Linked DNA regions of Ovis aries: region 1 is linked to region 2. Evidence: chromatin contacts called from public Hi-C data. All regions are on one chromosome and are shown on one strand. The core of a region is the stretch at or near the end of the contact, and the rest is flanking DNA. Distances in the headings are between cores, read along the strand shown. Region 1 holds the start of HAS2 (hyaluronan synthase 2). Region 2 has its middle 170 kb from the start of HAS2.

Region 1 (6,246 bases), core at 3,094-5,593, 170 kb after region 2:
TTCTGGGGAATTCCCTGGTGGTCCCCTGGTTAGGACTCTGTGCTTTCACTGCCAAGGGCGTGGGTCCAATCCCTGGTCGAGGAACTAAGATCCTGCAAGCACCTTATGGTCAGTCAGGTCAGTCGCTCAGTCGTGTCCAGGTCTTTGTGACCCCATTTACTGCAGCACACCAGGCTTCCCTGTGGATCACCAACTCCCAGAGCTTACTCAAATTTCATCCTCTGTCATCCCCTGCTCTTCTGGCCTTCAATCTTTCCCAGCAGCAGGGTCTTTTCCAATGAGTCAGTTCTTCACATCAAGTGGCCAAAGTATTGGAGTTTCAGCTTCAGCATCAGTTCTTCCAGTGGATATACAGGAGTGATTTCCTTTAGATTTCACTGGCTAGATCTCCTTGCAGTCCAAGGGACTCTCAAGAGCCTTCTCCAACACCACAGTTCAAAAGCAGCAATTCTTCGGCGTTCAGCTTTCTTCACAGTCCAACTCTCACATCTATACATGACTACTGGAAAAATCAGAGCCTTGACTAGACGGACCTTTGTTGGCAAAGTAATGTCTCTGCTTTTTAATATGCTGTCTAGGTTGGTCATAGCTTTTCTTCCAAGCAACAAGTGTCTTTTAATTTCATGGCTGCAGTCACCATCTGCAGTGATTTTGGAGCCCAAGAATATAAAGTCTCTCATTGTTTCCACTGTTTCCCCATCTATTTGCCATGAAGTGATGGGACTGGATGCCATGATCTTAGTTTTCTGAATGTCGAGTTTTAAGCCAACTTTTTCACTCTCCTCTTTCACTTTCATCAAAAGGCTCTTTAGTTCTTCTTTGCTTTCTGCCATAAGGGTGGTATCATCTGCATCTGAGGTTATTGATATTTCTCCCAGCAATCTTGATTCCAGCTTGTGCTTCATCCAGCCTGGCATTTCACATGATATATTCTGCATATTAGTTAAATAAGCAGGGTGACAATATACAGCCTTGACCTACTCCTCTCCTGATTCGGAACCAGTTCTGTTGTTTCATGTCCAGTTCTAACTGTTGCTTCTTGACCTGCACACAGATTTCTCTCCATGGTAGAATTTCACCTCACTTCATGGAAGAATTTAAAAACAAACAAACAAACCCTTGTTATGGAAACTTTGTCTCTCAGACATATAAACACTTACTTTGTGTTGTGAGAGGGAGGAGATCAGTAACAACTCACCGACTCCAGTAAATCTGCCTCTGAAGTTTTTTGCTACATTATCTTGCATAGTTGAAAATGAAATAGATAAAGGTTGTATGAAGTTGGCCTTAGAATATCAAAACCTGAAAACATCTGTCACTTTCTGGTCCAAACAGCTAATGTTTAAAACAGAAAGCTAAACTTTAAATTAACTATCAAATGTTATTCAGTTGGCCAGGATGAGACGGATGGATGGATGGTTTCACCCACTCAGTGGACATAGGCTTGAGCAAACACCGGGAAATACTGAAGGACAGGGAAGCCTGGCGTACTGCAGTCTTTGGGGTGGCAAACAGTTGGATACGTCTGAGTGACTTGACAACAACAACAGCTTGTTTGTGAACTGGACTTCATGTCTTTTAATTTGTTGCTTATGAATCAGTATTAGTTGGCTAGTAGCTGTAATTCAGGCCTAGGACTCAGAGAGGAATTTCAGTTAAATGTGAAGGTTTGGGGTATATCTAGGGGCACCCAGAGGAATTAATCTATGAGTCAGTGATGGGACAGAAGAAAGCTGAAGTAGGTCCAATAAGTGAGCATAGGATAAAGCTTTAGTTAATGCTTATCAAGAATAGAAATGCTTATCAAGAATAGAAAGCAAGAAGAAGGGTACTAAAGTTTTTTTTTTTTTTTGATATCCAGATTGGTTATATTAAGAATCATTGGGTTACATTCGGAAGCTCTATCTAAAGGAGAGGTAACACATTAATCTTCTAACATTGGATTGGCCCAAAAGTTCAAGTTTTTCCCTAACATCGTGCAGAAAAATCTGAACAAACCTTTTGGCCAAGCCAATATAACTTAATACATTCTATCTTCATAACTCTGTAATGTAGGTATTTTCTCCACTGACCAGCTAGGTAATAAAGGTCTAAAGAGGTGAAATATGATTCCAGGATTATACAAATGGATCCTATATCATGCAATCATGCATCAAAAGTGGGATTTGTGAGGTCTTTCTTATTCTGAATTCCCTAAGAAAATCTGTCAGTTAACAATATTCTGCCTTCAAGGAGCTTTCTCCTCTGACTTTAAATTGTGCTATCCTTTTCCCTCTCTTTTTTGGGGGAGTGTTGTTAGGCTCGGGGGAGACTGATAGAAATGCATGGATGTATAATTAGCTTTTATATTCATCTAGTGTTAGGAGACATTTTACTTTTGCTTTATGAATCATGAATTACAAGTAGAAGGGGACAAATAACAAGTGTATTTTTGTTTAAGAAACTCAGTTTTACTAAATGCTCTCATTACTCGAACTCTGAGCACAGAAAAAACTAAATGCTACCAAGGAATAATCAACAACACTGTGTTACATATAATATTCATGGAAATTTAGAGCTGAGGTTGTGTTCCTGTGTGTGGGGTTCCACAGCTAGATACTTGACATCCCACAATTTCCACCCTACCCCTAAGTCCATTTAATTCACGTTATGTGTAAGAATACTTAGGTTAGATAATATATTTTCAATCATAACTCAGCATTTAAAAACAACCATACAACTACAAATCACTAATTCTTATTCAGTGAGATGAAACTGGGCTCTGAAATTTAAGCCAGTTTCTCAAGAGTTGACCACCTAAGACAGAAGGCTGCAAAGTTTGCAGGAGAAAATTAGAAAGTGGGTTTCCCCGGCGCGTTGTAGAGTCATCAGGCCAAGGTAATACTTGCCAGAGGTGTGACCGCTGTGTGTGGGGAGTGGGGGTGAAGGGATAGGCGGAAATGCGTAGTACTTTGCAAGTCGGCCCCTGGGGACTGGGTTGGCTGACACCAGGTACGGCAGTAAAATTCTTGACCTCTATTCACAGCATTCTCCCCCTACCCCCCACCCCACCACCACCACCACCACCACCACCACCACCACATCCTGCGGGACGTGTTGAAAAAGCATCGCTCCCAGGTTACTGACTTTTCCGATTTGACTTGTTCGTTATTATACAAGATACGTGATAAGGAGCAAGAACCTAGCTTTCAAGGCCTAGTCGGGTTCGAAGTAAGTCCACATCTCAAATGAACGTTGGAAGAAAAAAGAAATCTCTTTTATCCTATAATAACCGGCGAAATCTCCCCAAACCGAAATAGTTAATTTGTAAGCTCACTTTCATTTTTTCCTAAACAGTGCCACCTACTGTCCATTTGAAGTCATCGGGAGGCTTTTGACGAGGACCAAAGAGAACTAAAGAAAGGGGTAAAAGGAAAGGACAAAATTAAGCCCCCGCCTTGGGCCCTTGGAAGAAAGACGCGAATAGACCATCACGAAGCAAAAATAAGTATTCTGACTTGTTATCTTCTTAAAAGTCTCTCAAGAAGCAAAAGCCACTTACGCAGCTTCCTTAGACACGGCCTTTTTTTTTTTTTTTTTTTTTTTTTTAAAGCGCGCTGTTCTGGAGTTCTCTAGAGGACGATTTTTATTTTGTTATATTTTATTTATAATGCTCGTTGCTGGCGTATTTTAATGTTAGGGGATCAGGTTAAGGAAAAAACAATTATTTTTCTGCTCTTTCGCCTACCCAAGGCGAAACTTCTATGTAAAGGAGAATTTTGACACTTGACATCAGCTCAGAAACTTTTGAGTTGGAGGGAAGAAAGGGTTAACCAGTGGTAGACCAGTCACAGATTTTTTAGAGTTTCAGCCGGCTTTCGGAGGCTCCAGGTGTACACATACACACACACACACCCCAGCTCTCCCTTCCCAGGGCCGTTACTTAGCCTAAGGGCACCATTTGGTCTTAAAGCAAATTACTTAAACAGAACTGGCAGTGCATCGAGAAGTGGGAATCCCTGTAAGTCAGAAGAGTCAGGGATGTCTACGCAGCCTGGCCTCCCTGCTCCTCCGCTGGAGGAAAGGAGGGACTCAGGTGGTGGGTCGCCTGTGTGCACAGCATTGCTCTGCACACGTTTGCAATCAAGTTAATTGAATTCATTGGCGTTTAGAACCGGCCTCTAGCTCAGAGAGAGCTTTGAATGGCCAATTTCTCTCGCCCTCTCCCCCTCCCCGCCTCCCGCCCGCCCGCCCGCGCTCCCAGTTCCCTCCCCTCCGGTTTCCCAGTCCGCACCTCCCTTCTCCACTCCCCTCACCCCTATTCCCTCCTCCGCCCTATTAAAACACCCACCAGCTCACTTGTTAAGACCCCCTTAAGTTGGAGGAGGCAGAAAGGCAACAACCGCGAGGAAGGAGAAGTCAAGACGTCTGGAAAGAATTACCCAGTCCTGGCTTCCAGCAGCCCATTGAACCAGGGACTTGAACCAGCCCCAGCCAAAGACATTCTCCTGATTCTACGCTTCCTGGGTTCTGCTGACTTTTTACCAGGCTTTTTTTTTTTTTTTTCCTTTAATACAAAAAGAGAGCAGAGACTTTCTGATATTAGGGGGAAGGAACTAGAGCATAAAATAAAATAAAGTTAAGTTATTTTCAAAGCACAGATAACATTTTCTTTTAAGAGTTAGAAGATTGAAGTGCAACGGAAATATTTAAAAATACTAGTGATTTTATTTTAAGTAGGGGATACCTAAACATTTGAGACTCCCCTATCCTTTTTAAATGTTGTTTTTAAATTTTTTATTTTTCTTGGCCGGTCGTCTCAAATTCATCTGATCTCCTATTACCTCAATTTTGGAAACTGCCCGCCACCGACCCTTCAGGACCACACAGACAGGCTGAGGACAACTTTATGACCAAGAGCTGAACAAGGTACGTTACACTGGCGCGATTCGGTGAACGGTGAGGGTCCTCGAATAGGCCAGGGAGGGGGGTCATTACCCCACGTTAAGAGTTAAACGCAATTTTAAGTCCGTGTTCGACAGAAAAGTTTGAGGTCTGAACATTTCCAACAGGCTGCAAATCAGGGGATATTTCGGATCCCTTGCAAGCTTAGTAACCTATCCCGGGGCTTGTCCCATCTCTGCGGCGCTCGCCAGAAATCTGCTGCCTTTATGGGAACACAGGTAACCTCTTTGCCTGGGAAAGGCTGCACTTCCCGGGATGTACTTTTCCATTCCACATCTTCCGCAGCTGCCGAGGGGCTCCCGAGCTAGGAAACAAGCATCTCCACTGTGTAAGGAAAATACATTCCCCACTGCTGCCCCCTTCCCCCTTCCATTCTCATCACCTCTCCCTTTTTTCCCACACTCTGTGTGGGGAGAAAAGCCCTGAACAGCCTAGCGCGTTTTCCTCCTAAGTGGGAAGGAAGCCTGTTTCTTGGAATGCAAAGGGTTAAAGCGATCGCTGGTCCCAGTTCTGGCCCCAGGGAGGGAGGGTCCTTCGCCACCTCCGCGCGGCTACCGGCCTCGCTCGGCCACTCCCCCTTTTTTCCCCTACCCACCCCCCCCCCCCACCTCTTTGCAATCTCTACACCCCGTTTAAGTGTCAGAGTGGGTCTATCTGGGCTCAGCCCTGCTCAGGAAGCCTCACTACGGCCAGGGGTCCCCGACCCAGGCAGTGGCACTGGGAGACCCGAGCGGGAGGAGAGCGCGCATCCCTGCAGTCGGCCGCCGAGCCCCCGGGGGCAGGGCGTGCATGGGGACCGTGTGTGGCGCGCAGGCAGCTGCATCGTCCCGGGAGCCAATTCCGACGTGGCATCGGGCACGCTGGCGCCTCTCTCCGCAGCTGCAGCGGGGGGCACAGTCGGGTGGGGGCTTTGGGGTGCCGTGCCCAGCGCCCAGCCCCGGGCTGGGGCTTGGGGGTCCACTGGGAGCCGGGGGTGAAGATGGGAGGCGAGCCAGAGGCTAGGTTGGGATGGATAATCAACACCTTGGGCGGAATTCGTCAAGCTGGTTCCCGCCCAGCGTGAGCGAGGGCTACAAAATGGGTCCCTGTGAACAGGAGGGCGGGTCTGAAAGGAGGGTCTGTGTGAGGGCGAGGACTGGGAGGCGAGAGGCTGTTCTTCTGGCCCAGGATACGCAGCCGAGGGGAAATGGCTCTGAAGGGATAATTAAGTCTGGAAAGAGGGGCTGGGAGCTGAGAGGCGGTGCCTGGAGAGGAGGGTTTACAAGACCCGGGTCCTATTACACAGGCTTAGGTGCCAGCTTC
Region 2 (6,130 bases), core at 2,328-4,827:
CAGTCTAGTAGATGCAAATACAAAATTAAATTAGGGTTTAGGAGGTAAGTGTCTTAGAAGAGTGAGAGCTTTACATTAGGAGAATCAGGGAAGTTTTGTCAAAGGGGAGCTATCAATTAGGTATTAGAAGTATGGATGAATATTAGCAAGCTGAATGAGTGGAAAGGGACATTCAAAATAGAAGAACCAGTGGAAGCAAAATTTTAAGATTAGAGAGTAACAGTCTGGCTGAAGTTAGTGGTGCCTGAAGGAAAACAATGACTTCAATTCTTGAGTTAGAGGAAGCTGTCTGAAGAATTTGGATCTATTCCAACCACTGCCTCTTTGATGATGATTAAGCTAAAAAGCCAGAAGAAGCTTTTTGAGAAATTCTTGGACAGAATGACTTAAACACATTCATTTTCTGAATATATGAGCTATACCCACCGTAACTGATCTGTGGTCTATAATTTAGTTTAGAAAAGTGCTTCAGTCAAAATAGTGTGTGTGTGTGTAAGTGTGAGTATGTGTGTGTGTGTGAATTTTCAATCTTTAGAACCGATTACTTAATCTAATTGGGAATTTACACGCCAAATTTTGATCACAAATCCTACCTCAGAGGCAGCTAACACACAGGAGTCAACTCCCTTATCTCCACTCAAGACCAAAAAAGTATATTAATTAACTTAACAGATGTTAAAGATGAGGAGTTTAATTGGTGAAACCAGACATAATGGATATGAGAAATGAGTATCAGTGAAAAATTAGTGAGGTTGAATATATGTGGATTGGCTAGAAATATTGCGGAGACCCTCTCTTCTTTTGTGGAGGTCAGCTGTGAGGAACCTAATCAGCCAAGTGTCTATACCGGTAGAAACAGAACCATAAGCTTAATTTCTAAGAATTTCTTTGCCCAGCTTTGGATTCGGCCAGTTCACAGGACTCAAGCCAGACTTTCTGTCCACATCCCAGTGAGAACTTGGTCATACTCATCTCAAGTGACTCTTTTATATAAGCTGCTCCTAGATCCTGAAACAACAAAGAACTGGGATCCCACTGAACTTTCATAAGGCATTATATGACGTTTTGCTGTTTGCCAGTAGAGCTGGAGAAGACTCTTGAGAGTCCCTTGGACTGCTGTTTGCCAGTAGAGTTGGAGAAGACTCTTGAGAGTCTCTTGGATTGCAAGGAGATCAAACCAATAAATCCTAAAGGAAATCAGTCCTGAATATTCACTGGAAGGACTGATGCTGAAGTTGAAGTTCTGAAGTCCTAGAAGCTCCAAAGTATTTGTACTGGATGCAAAGAGCCGACTCATTGGGAAAGACTCCAATGCTGGGCAAGATAGAGGGCAGGAGGAGAAGGGGCAGCAGAGCATGAGATGGTTAGATAGCATCACTGACTCAATGGACACGAATTTGAGCAAACTCTGGGAGACAGTGCAGGACAGGGAAGCCTGGTGTGCTGGAGTCCATGGGGTTGCAAAGAGTTGGACAGGACTTAGTGACTGAGCAACAACATAAGATTGTCTTAGAGAGATTTGCAACAAAAAGCTTCTAAACGTCCAAGACCAAGCCACTTTGATGAGGCGAATTCTGACAGGCAAACCAAGGGATAATATTAACCTGCCTTCCTGTGCCCTGGTCCTAGAGATAAACTTGTTTTGTGGATAATTCTGGGGAAGGGAGGTCTGAATTAGATTGCACCCACCTGGGAAAGGGAACATTTAGAGCAGTAGCTAGGACTTAGAGGGGCTCTAAGCTCTTTATATGCATTAGCTCATTTAATGTCTAAAACAGCTGTATGAGTTTATAATTTATACAAATTTAATAGACAGAGAGGGACTTCCCAGATGGTGCAGTGGTAAAGAATCCACCTGTTAGTGCAGGAGATGCAAGAAATGTGGGTTTGATCCCTGGGTCAGGAAGATCCCTTGAAAATGGAAATCCCATGGACAGAGGAGTGTGGCAGGCTACAGTCCATGGGGTCACAAAGAATCGAACACGACTGAATGAGCATACATACAACAAACAGAAAAACTGAGGCATAGAGAAGTAAAAGGCCATATGCCTGGGAAATGGCAGGGCCAGGATTTAAATCTCAGTAGTGTGTCCCTAGAGCCCTTGTCTGAACCATTGCCTCCTACTATCTCACATGCTATGTTGCTTCAGTTGTGTCTGACTCTGTGTGACCCTATGGACTGTAGCCTGCCAGGCTCCTCTGCCCACGGAATTTCTCAGGCGAGAATACTGGAGTGGGTAGCCATTTCCTACCCCAGGGTATCTTCCCGACCCAGGGATCGAACGCGTGTCTGTTATGCCTAACCTGCATAATTGGCAGGCGGGTTCTTTACTCCTAATGCCACCTGGGAAGGCTCACAAGCAAGAGATTATAACGCTCCTGGGAAGCCTGGTCTCTTAGAATCTTTCCTCAACCAGAGGAGCAAGAGGTCCAGAGCCTTTTTTTTCGAGCCTAATCCTGGGAGGGATTGGGGGCAGGAGGAGAAGGGGACGACCGAGGATGAGATGGCTGGATGGCATCAGGGACTCGATGGACGTGAGTCTGAGTGAACTCCGGGAGATGGTGATGAACAGGGAGGCCTGGCATGCTGCGATTCATGGGGTCGCAAAGAGTCAGACATGACTGAGCAAATGGACTGAACTGAAGATTCTGAAATAATAATATATTCCTTTCATCGTGGACACAGTCTAGGTTTTAAGTTTAACATCATTTTATTTCATATCTCTTGCTTCACCCCTTCCTCACAAGAACCCTGGGAGGTAGACAGAGAAGAAACTGTTGTCTATGCTTTAATAATGGTGAAAATGAGCCTTGGGGAATTTAAATAAACTGTTTAGTGCCACATAACTGGAAAGTGATGGAGTAAAGATTATAATCCAAATGAGTCTAGGTTGAGGTGCTGACATCAGATGACTCCTTGTGGTAACCGAGTATTTGTTGCTACCTCTTTGTCAGTCTTACACACATAATTATCTCTTAGTACATTAGTATGTGTACTTAGTATATTAGTACATTATGTTATTTGATAAGTTTCAGAAGAATTTTTTCATATGCCGTCTTATTTAACTAAGTTCTCACAGACACCTAGATTGCATGAGTATATGCATGTAGGGGTGTGTGTGTGTGTGTGTGTGTGTGTGTGTGTGTGGACAGGGGGCATTGTTACTCCTTTTCTCAGCTAAGAAAACTCAGCCTCATGGAAGGTGAGCCTTCAGGATTAGTGAGTGTGTATCAGAGGGAAAGATAGAGCTGAAATGTACCCATAAACTTGTAACCACATCAAGACAAATTCAGCACTGTAATACTACTGATGGGATTTATAGTGACGCGTCTTCTGCATCTTATCTCCCTCCTTTTCTTTATTTCCTTGGACTAATCCCCATCCCTCTTAAAATCAAACCTATCCCTTTGATTCACTAAAATGTTATTACCACTCAGAGCCAGCAGAGAGAGATCATTAAATACTCTTAAGACAGAAAGCATTTTGTCAAGAAACACATGTTGTGACTCCTCACCAAGGAAACGTGGAATTGATGACGTGAGTGGAGGAATGCCTTATGACTGTTTAGCAACATCCTGTGATACAGGGCTACACAGTCAGCGATTAGAGGCAATGAGGGCTTATCCTCTGACCTAATGTCACCATCCTTCCTACCAGTACGGGCTTTTGAAACGTTAACAGGAATTTAAGTCACTGATCTCAGCAGATTAGTTGGAGAGGAAATGGAGCATCAGATGGCAGAATGTCTGTCTCCACAAACTCCTAATGACTAAGGAAAGTCTCTCATACTTGAGATCTTGGTTTCTTCCTCTGGAAAACGGGAGTTCGAGTAACTTAATAAAAAGTTGAGTCAATGCATAGCTGGTTTGTCCCATAAATCCTGAACCTTTATGACCCAATGATAAAGCTGCACAGGCACCTTGGCTTTAGCCTTGGGCTATAGCTAAGGATGAGGTGATTTATGATGAAATTTGCATAAACAAACAAATCCCCAGCTATAAACTGCTTGCCCCGGAGTTTGACGGTTCACTAAGGATTAAGATTCTTGGAGCTCCTTCTGGGTGGCTAGAGGTTCTGACAGATATACTTCCCTGGTTAGTTTCCTGACTGTGGTAGGTATCCCTTCACTCTGTGGCATGATGAAGTTTGATTCCACCCAGGAGGAGTGAATTAAAGACCGAGGGTTGTGGAGCCTCAGGTTTTGTGGAACTTAAACGCAAGGGAACTTTATTTAGGGGTAATTTCTTTCTCTTCAATGTAGAGTAGCTACAGGAGGGATTATGAACTATCAAAGATTAGACCATGACCCCTTTGTTTGGCTTGTAGAGATTCTCTGAGAGTAGTGAACTTTTCTGAAAGGATTTGATTGACTACAGGAGGACTTGTTGCTGCTACTTCATAAATGACAGCGTAGGACTAGATCCATGGAACGATAGAGTGCAGGGTGGCAAGGAACGTGATCTTTGAATTCCTTATTCAATATTCTATTCAAACAGCATTGATGTACCTGAAACTTTCACTGATGTGAAGCATGCTGAAAAGCGAGGTGGATTATTCTACCCTCCAACAACTTGGTAGCAAGTTTGTTAAATCCACATGGAATTTTCTTCTCCTAACCTATATCTATTAGAGTCATACAAAATAAGTTGGATCCTGCTGACAGAATGGACCTTTCTACATTTAAAAACTCCTATTACATAATTCTCATGTTTTCTCTTCATTTGGTTTAATACCTTCAACTGATTCCATTGTTCCTCACGTGACATGATTAGATTTCTTTAAAATATATAGATATAGATAGGCTATACAAACAAGAGTAAAAGATGTATATGCACATAGAATAAAATAAGAACACGACTAAACACAGATTTCATAGCTCTTAATCTAGTATAGATTTTATTATTACATTTATTCACTTAACAACTGATGATCTTCTCAGTCATTTCTAGAAACACAGAATACTAAAATTAAAAGAGATATTGGAACTCATCACATTTTCCCCATATATTTTGTGCAAGAGATATTGAGTCCCTCGTGCCACTATGAACTCACATGGTCTGGCTAATAATTATTCAACTAAAGTTCCCTGAAACTATAAGCTCTGTCACTTTTCCTTTGCCTAACATCAAAAATGACAAAATGTTGAGCTTCACACAAAACTATTAGTGGTCATCTCTTGTTTATGTACAACCTGATAGTAATATTTCACTGTTTTTATAATTTTTGAAGTCTATAGCTAGGTAAGTATAGTATATTTTTGCTTCGACTGAATTAAGAGCAATTGACATTGGATGAAAAGCTATGATTAAATCAAAGAAGCATGTATGCTAAGGCATGGAAAATAATTTGAAAATCATCTAGTTTGGGTCATTCATACCATATTCTGACCAGTTAATGAGCAAGTGTCCAACCAATGGTTGGAGGCCAGTAAGTTCTAAACAGTACATAACATTTTTATATGTTCTGGTTGTTACAAAAGATTATCTACAAATGAGTTAAAATTGTCTCCCTGAAACTTGCCATCAGGGATCTAGTTTTCATCCTCATGCTTTGTCAACTGTTATATTGTCAACAACTTCACTATAAAATCAGGGCATCATTCTAAGAAATCCATTTTGTACAGATGCTGATGAACTGAGCAAATTATAGGCAGCCGTATGGTCAGCACTCAGGAGTTATAGTGACCTGTCACCATGGGCAGAGTGATTTCTGCAAGGGCCACCTCATTATATGGGAAAATGCCCTCAGAGGGCAAGTCTGGTTCTCGTCCTGGCAGGCCTGTCACATCAGATGTTAGAGGAAACAACAGCTAAGAATTGTGACTGCAAGAATGTAAGTTTTGCCTGTGGAGAGTCACGGAGGGCAATTCTCCTGAAAAGGATTATTTGTCAACTGCAATGAGACTCTTTGTTATTAGAATTTAATTGATATTTGCTACTGGAGAAGAAAGCTGAAAACAGGATATAAGGTCAGCAATTAAATCCCTTTAATAAAGTGTAGTTAATGAGTTGTCAAATTTGGTTATTCCCTCAACTCCCCCTTTTTTTATTGTAACGATAGGTAGGGCTGTCTTACTATCCTGGGGAAATGTAAGACAATCACAGGAGAGGCAAATTAAATCAAATAAGG

Evidence for each region. A called contact is a pair of places that touch in the nucleus more often than the background predicts.
Region 1: a Hi-C map of tail adipose tissue shows a contact between it and region 2, with 5 times the contacts expected there. The contact joins the promoter of HAS2 here to the enhancer-like site in region 2. A contact is called at or near these places in 4 of 16 Hi-C or Micro-C datasets (hypothalamus, skin fibroblasts and tail adipose tissue).

The regions. Positions count from the first base shown.
Region 1 is chr9:31,103,957-31,110,202 of ARS-UI_Ramb_v3.0, forward strand. HAS2 (hyaluronan synthase 2) reads left to right here and starts at 4,344. Exons shown (of 4, transcript XM_004011666.5): 1 at 4,344-4,908. LOC121820331 (a long non-coding RNA gene) reads right to left here and starts at 4,443. Exons shown (of 2, transcript XR_006060817.2): 1 at 4,331-4,443.
Region 2 is chr9:30,931,099-30,937,228 of ARS-UI_Ramb_v3.0, forward strand. No RefSeq gene overlaps it. Among named protein-coding and RNA genes, the nearest start is that of HAS2, 170 kb to the right of the region's middle. Within about 2 kb of position 3,578, at least 6 of the 54 cell types and tissues checked have an H3K27ac peak or open chromatin away from gene starts, as enhancers often do. A contact at or near this core is called in tail adipose tissue, where this site is marked.